2 separate regions of the Mus musculus genome follow, and region 1 is linked to region 2. Evidence: chromatin contacts called from public HiCAR-type data. All regions are on one chromosome and are shown on one strand. The core of a region is the stretch at or near the end of the contact, and the rest is flanking DNA. Distances in the headings are between cores, read along the strand shown. Region 1 holds the start of Rpl39 (ribosomal protein L39). Region 2 overlaps Slc25a43 (solute carrier family 25, member 43).

Evidence for each region. HiCAR-type assays count read pairs that join an accessible place to other places.
Region 1: a contact with region 2 is called in a HiCAR-type map of embryonic stem cells, with 2.2 times the contacts expected there. The contact joins the promoter of Rpl39 here to the enhancer-like site in region 2. A contact is called at or near these places in 10 of 39 promoter capture datasets (the C10 cell line, the HPC-7 cell line, cranial neural crest and 6 more), 7 of 484 Hi-C or Micro-C datasets (the AML12 cell line, Th1 cells, adipose-derived mesenchymal stem cells and 3 more) and 3 of 115 datasets of contacts at active chromatin or transcription factors (astrocytes and embryonic stem cells).

Annotation. Positions count from the first base shown.
Region 1 is chrX:37,083,832-37,086,814 of GRCm38.p6, reverse strand. Rpl39 (ribosomal protein L39) reads left to right here and starts at 1,593. Exons shown (of 3, transcript NM_026055.2): 1 at 1,593-1,690; 2 at 2,727-2,830. The coding sequence starts at 1,688.
Region 2 is chrX:36,762,180-36,765,428 of GRCm38.p6, reverse strand. The region is part of intron 3 of Slc25a43 (solute carrier family 25, member 43); the gene reads right to left. Among named protein-coding and RNA genes, the nearest start is that of Gm23613, 13 kb to the left of the region's middle. Within about 2 kb of position 1,583, at least 36 of the 459 cell types and tissues checked have an H3K27ac peak or open chromatin away from gene starts, as enhancers often do. A contact at or near this core is called in embryonic stem cells and liver, where this site is marked.

The sequences.
Region 1 (2,983 bases), core at 344-2,843, 320 kb before region 2:
CATACACAAGGTAGTTCTGAGAATAAGTTGGCACTGATAAAAGGAATCTTTAACTTTTTATGATATCCACAGGTATTATCTTTAGTTTTCAGCTTCTTGTTGTTCTATGATGTGCTCTTTCTATAGTTTACCTTTTAGAAGTAAGGTCTCAATATATAACCTAGGCTAGCTCACAATTTATGATCTTCTGGCGTCTGCCTCATAGGGACCTCATAGGGGTACACAACTATACCTGACTTTCTGTTTTATTTACACAGCAGTTGAGCAGATGTCAAAGAGAAGTAGTTCTTACCTTCCACCTTTTTGAGACAGGGTTTGCCTTGTTTCTGTTGCTGTGTTAAATACTCCAGGCTAGCTGGCCCTCAATCTTCCAGGACTTTCTCTCCTGTCTCCACCTTCTATTGTGCGGTAGGAATCTTAGGGTTGCAGATACATAGGAGTACTTATTTATTTATTTATTTATTTAGCGACAGGGTCTATATGTAGTAATCCTGACTGGCTGGAAGCTCAGTATATAGACTAGGCTGGCCTTGAGCTCAGAGATATTGATCCTTCTGCTTCAAGTGCTAAGATTAAAAGTGTAGGCCACCACGCCCTGTATCTTCACTTTTTGGGACTTGAACTATAAGTTGGCAGGATTGCGTAACTGGTGCTTTTATCTACTAACGATTCCCCTGGCCCTGGTATATGGGATTTTTACCCCACCGGAGACAGAGTTTCTCTGTGTATCTTTGGCTGTCCTGGAACTCGTGTGAGTAAACCAGGATGGTCTCAAACTCAGAGGTCTGTCTGCCTCCCAAGTGCTGGGATTAAAGGCGTGCACCACCACTTTCCGGCGCCTTTTTTTTTTCTTAAGATTTACATATTTATTTTATTTATATGAGCACACTGTAGTTATTCACTACAGATGGTTGTGAACCACCATGTGGTTGCTGGGAACTGAACTCAGGACCTCGGGAAGAGCAGATGGTGCTCGTAACCGCTGAGCCATCTCTCTAGCTCCGCCTCCCTTTTAATCAAGTATTTTTAGGTACTATTGATAATGGGTCCGTGTGTGTTTACATGGGGACGTGTACCTGTAAATCATAAGTGTAGGTGCCCCTGGAAGTCAGAGACATGTTACCCCCTAGAGCTGGAGGGTTGTAAGCTGCCTGATATGGGTGCTGTGAATGGAACTTGGATTCTCTATAATAGTGAAGTTAGTCATTAAAAGATGTCTGCAGCCCCATCTTCCTCCCTTCCAGGGTGCATCGCCAACCCTAAGCCCCGCCCCTCTCGCAGAAGCGGGGGGAGTTGCAGCTCTGGAAGTGATGTAGGCCTTTTCCCGCCCTCCTCAGAGTTGGTCCCGCCTACTCCGTTTCCAGGTGTTTGCTAAGGGTTTACTTGGTTACTTCTCAAAGGCCACCTACCATGGCCACCAAGGCTGTGGCCCTCAGCACAATGATGATCACCTGCAGGAACAGGCATGGACGCGGAGGCCTCGGAATTACGTTCTCTATAAACCGGTTTGGGTTCCCACGGCCCCATGGGAGCGCAGGGGTGGAGCTAGGGAGGACGCTGCGAGTCATCCATCCCCCCCTAAGCTCCGCCTCTAGCGACTTCTTCTAATCGCGTTCTTCCGGTCCCGGCCTTTCTCTTCTCCATTCCTCCGCCATCGTGCGCGCTATTCTTGATTCGGCTTCTCGCCATGGTAAGACTATCGGCCGCCATCCGTCCCTCAGCGGCTTTCCTGAGGCCACAGACCGCTGTGCCTTTGTGGCAGACATGCGCAGCATTGAGGGCTGGGTGTATTTTTCAGGGTTTTAGTGTTCGTTTTTGGAGCTGGGACACCTATCGGCCTGTGGGCGCGGCATGAAATTATCAAGTCCATTTACCCTTGCAGGATGAGAACGCTCTTCCTGCAGCCTGGCAAGGGGTGCAAAGTATTCTTGTTTCATATAGCCTGGGGCTGACGGTGATCTTCATGATGGGGGGGGGGCAGAACGAGAGGCTTGGGACCACTCTTAGATTGTCCCTGATCGAAGAGCATGAATCGCCATTTGCACAGCGAGATGTCCACAGTAAGGGTTAACAGAACTTTGAGATCCCTTCAGAAGTTAGCGCGTCACTCCTTGGAGGCGTCTGCTAACAGCGCATCAGTCATTGCCTACTGGCAAGATTATGCTTATGGGCGTCTAGGTACAAAGTGGGTTTAGTATCTGAATTTGTTAAATAAAACCTCCAACTGGTCTAGGGGGACGAGTGCGCTTGGCCTTCGTTGCATTTTTTTATGTAATGGTGTTTGCCTACGGAGTGTCTAGGGCTCCGTAATCTTAGGTTAGCCAGCAATGTCACTTGGAGGTAGATAAGACTTACAGAGTACAGTACCTAGTGTCATTGACTTAAAACTGGCCAGGGTTTGCCTAACCTCAAGCCATCCTTGTTCCAGTAAGTCCGTTTCCTCTCCTACTCCAGCTATTCCGTGTTTCATCGCTGGAGCCCAGCAGACAGCCAGTTTATAGGTCAGACAGGACCTGGGCTTAGAAACTTGGTGCTGATTATGAGCCATGTTTAAGCCATTAACTCTTCCTCCAGAGAAGTGATGAGGATAAAGGACTTGGTGGTTCGAGGTCGGGGAGCTTTTCCTGGGTGTATGTTCTGCAGGCCTGATGTTAGTTTGTTGGAATTTGTGACTGAATCAAGAGACTAGGCTGTGGTGTCACTAAGCTGGTTGCATCTCCTCGTAGTCTTCTCACAAGACTTTCCGAATCAAGCGATTCCTGGCCAAGAAACAAAAGCAAAATCGCCCTATTCCTCAGTGGATCCGGATGAAAACTGGTAACAAAATCAGGTAAGCCTTCTCTTGTCCGGCTTGGAAATCGTTATGTTTTAAGTAACTTTGGGCATGGAGATACACAGTTGCAAAGTACGGTCCACCCCAGTCAATTAGTGTGCTGGGGACTCCCTTTTGAAATGTTTTTCCTTTTGTTTGGGTTGGGAGCAC
Region 2 (3,249 bases), core at 334-2,833:
ATAAATCTTTTAAAAAAAGAAAAGAGCTTTCTAGGTTGAGTATCCTTTATCTAAAATGATTGGGATAAGAAGTACCTCAAATTTTGAATATTTCTTAATTTTGGAATACTTACATATAAAGAGAGATCTTTGAATGGGAGCAAAGTTTAAAGCATGGAATTCACTTATGTTTCATATATATTTTATTTTACAAAGCATGAAGGTAACTTTATGCTGTTTTATTAAATTTTTATTTTTATTATCATATATTCATATGCATGTGTATATGGTGTGTGTGTGTCTGTGTGATGGTACATGTGTGCTGGGTCTTATGTGTGGAGGTTAGAGGACATCTCAGATGTGGTCCTCAGTTCTGTCTTATTAGATACATAGCATCTCTGTTTACTGCTGTGCAGGTGAGGCCATCTGGGCCACGAGTTTCTGTGGATTCCTTTAATTCTGTCCCCTATCTCAAAAGAGGAGTGCTAGAATTTTAGAGTACACTACTGTCATGCCTAGCTTTATACAGGTTTGAGGAATTCAAACTGAAGCCCTTGTGCGTATGTAATAACCATCTCCCCCACCCCATCGACAGTCTTTCCAGCGTGTCTGTATTTGTTTGCAGTCCTTTACTTGAGATCAGTTGTGGAATCTTCCATCATGTGGATGCTCCAAGTTTCTGACTTTAGAGTATTTTGGTTTTCAGAGTTCCAGAGTAGGGATGCTCAAAACTAAGCAAACGAAGACACTGGCATTGAGGAGACTATTTCTGCTTGGGAAAATAAGATAGCTGCTACCAGGAGGTAGTTTTGGCAGGGAAGGGACAGCAGAGCAATGATGTTGAGATAAAAAAGGGTAAAAGAGGAAAAAATGCTATGGAAGAAAATTGTCAAAGTGAGAGGACCCACGGTGAGGCTAACAGCACCCTTTAAAAGGAGTTACTCACCCACAACTTTTGGGAATACAACGACTGTGCCCATAGACATGGGAGTAGAAGAGGGAGTCAGTGAAAAACAGCATCCACCTTTTCAGAGAAGGTACCCTATAGTTAATTTAGTTTCTTCTTCCCCAGGACTCCCTCTCCAGTGGGCTAGAGTGCCTGCATTGTGGTTCTCAAAGGCTTAAATAGCTGCCTTTATGCATTATCTGAAAATGTGTGCCTTATGGGTGGGAAAAGCCAGCAAACAAAAGCAACAGATACTACTACCAACGTAAGTTCAGTTGAACCTTTACAGAGACAGAAGTGATGCTTAGGCAGAGAGAGGTAGCTGCAGGAACAAAGGCCTGTTGACCAGAATATAAAATACGTTTGGTCTTCAGGGCTTGGGGGAGGGGAACTTCTTCACTATTGCAACTGGATGCTTCAATTGAACAGAGGCCAAAAGAAGGCATGTTGTGCTTTGCCCAGACAGTACTTTTTATTTGCAGCCTTAAAAAAAAAAAAAAAGAAAGAAAGATTTCACATCACAATCTGGATGTAAATTTAGGGGCTCCCTTGAAAACTGGGCTTGCATTTCTAAATGGCAACCATCCTTCTGAGAGGAGACTCTTGCAGTTTAGCTGCAGCCTCCACCAGCTCACTTCACTCTTTTCTGCTACGCATATTTAAATGCTAATCACATTCTGTGAGCAGAGAGTTTAGTTCTCCAGAATGCTTTCAAAAGGCACGATGGCTTAGAATGCATTTAAAGGCTTATTGTTTGGGGCTGAGTGCCCGTTATCTGGGTCTCCCTAGCTCTCCTGTCCATGCTGTTTCTGAATTCTTACAGACATTTGATTCTGCAACTCCCTATACAAAGGGCTTCTATACAGCACGCACAGTGAAGTCGGTGAGGGAAACATGCCAAGCTAATGGGCCGGCCTTTATTCTCTAAAGGTGATAGAGGAGCCACAGTGACAGGGCAAAAGAACATTTGTTCTGCAAGAAACCCATGGACTGAAGTGAGCTCTGATCCGGGAGGCAAACCTGCATGCATGGCCTTTGTCCCAGTTCCGTTGCTCAAAGATGGGCTTGTAATCTACAGTGCCTCAGTTTTCTCATCTCAATAGGCAAGATGGCTCAACAGGTAAAAGTGCTTGCTGCCAAGACTTGACGATCTGAGTTTAAGCTCCAGAACCTGCCCTGCGTGGCGGACAGAGATCTCTGACTCCCGTAAGTTGTCTGACTTCTTTCTGTATGTGCACTGTGACACACACACACACACACACACACACACACACACACACACACACAGGCACTCACACGCAGATATAGTAACAACAGTGCTTACTTTGTGAATTGTTGTAAGGATTGGATGACATAATGAACATCCACTTGGCCCGGTGCCTACTATATCTTCCCACTCAGTACTAATAGTCACGTTTAGAATCACTCATAGAGAACAGTATGTGCTGCACTATGAGCTGATAAGGACTTTGACTGGGAGTCAGGGCAATAAAAAAAAAAAAAAGGACCCATGTAGGAGACTTATGAATGCAGAAGCAAATGAACTTTGGGTTGGTTGGATGAAGGGACGGCAGAGGCAAGCCTAACTTCTGGATGCTTAGCTTGGCTATCTAGGACACTGATGGCCCAGAAAGGGAAAAGTCTAGAAAGACAGTTTTAGGGGAACATGGGTAACTTTGATAGACAGTGGGTTGGAAGTGATCGTGAAGATGTGCTACTCAGCGGTCCAAATCAGCAGGCTGTGAGAACCATGAGCTCAGGACTGAGGAGGGAGGCGGGGGTGAAGACATAGGATGGAGCATTAGAAGCCCCGAGTGGGTTAATGAAGTGACTGTGTATCTGCAAAGCTTGCTCAAGGTGGTATCCATTGCGGTCCGAGTGGAGGCTATTTGAGCAGGCTGGGGCCTCTGTTTATTCACTGACCATGTGTGTTCTGCTCACTGAGCTGTGCCACTTGGATACCACCTTTGTCCTTCATTTTATGCACTTTCAGTTCAAATGCTGACTTGGCCTAATCCTGCTTACCCTGTGAGTTGTGGTGGGGGCAAAGTCCACTGGGGTATAAATCAACAGGACGGCACATGGGTTTGTATTTGGTGAAATGGAGATAACTAATAGGAGCAACAGAGTGGAGGGAGGGTTCGTGGACCTCCTTCCTGATTCTTTCATAAGGCCTACCAGACTCCAGGTCCCATGTTCGAAGCTGTTCCCCAGACTCCCAGCAAAGTGTTCCCAGCCTGCCTCTCCTTCTCTTTCACATACACCTGCCTATGGAACTATTATAGTTCCCCCCCCCCCCATAATTCTTTGGTTCTTAATAGGGC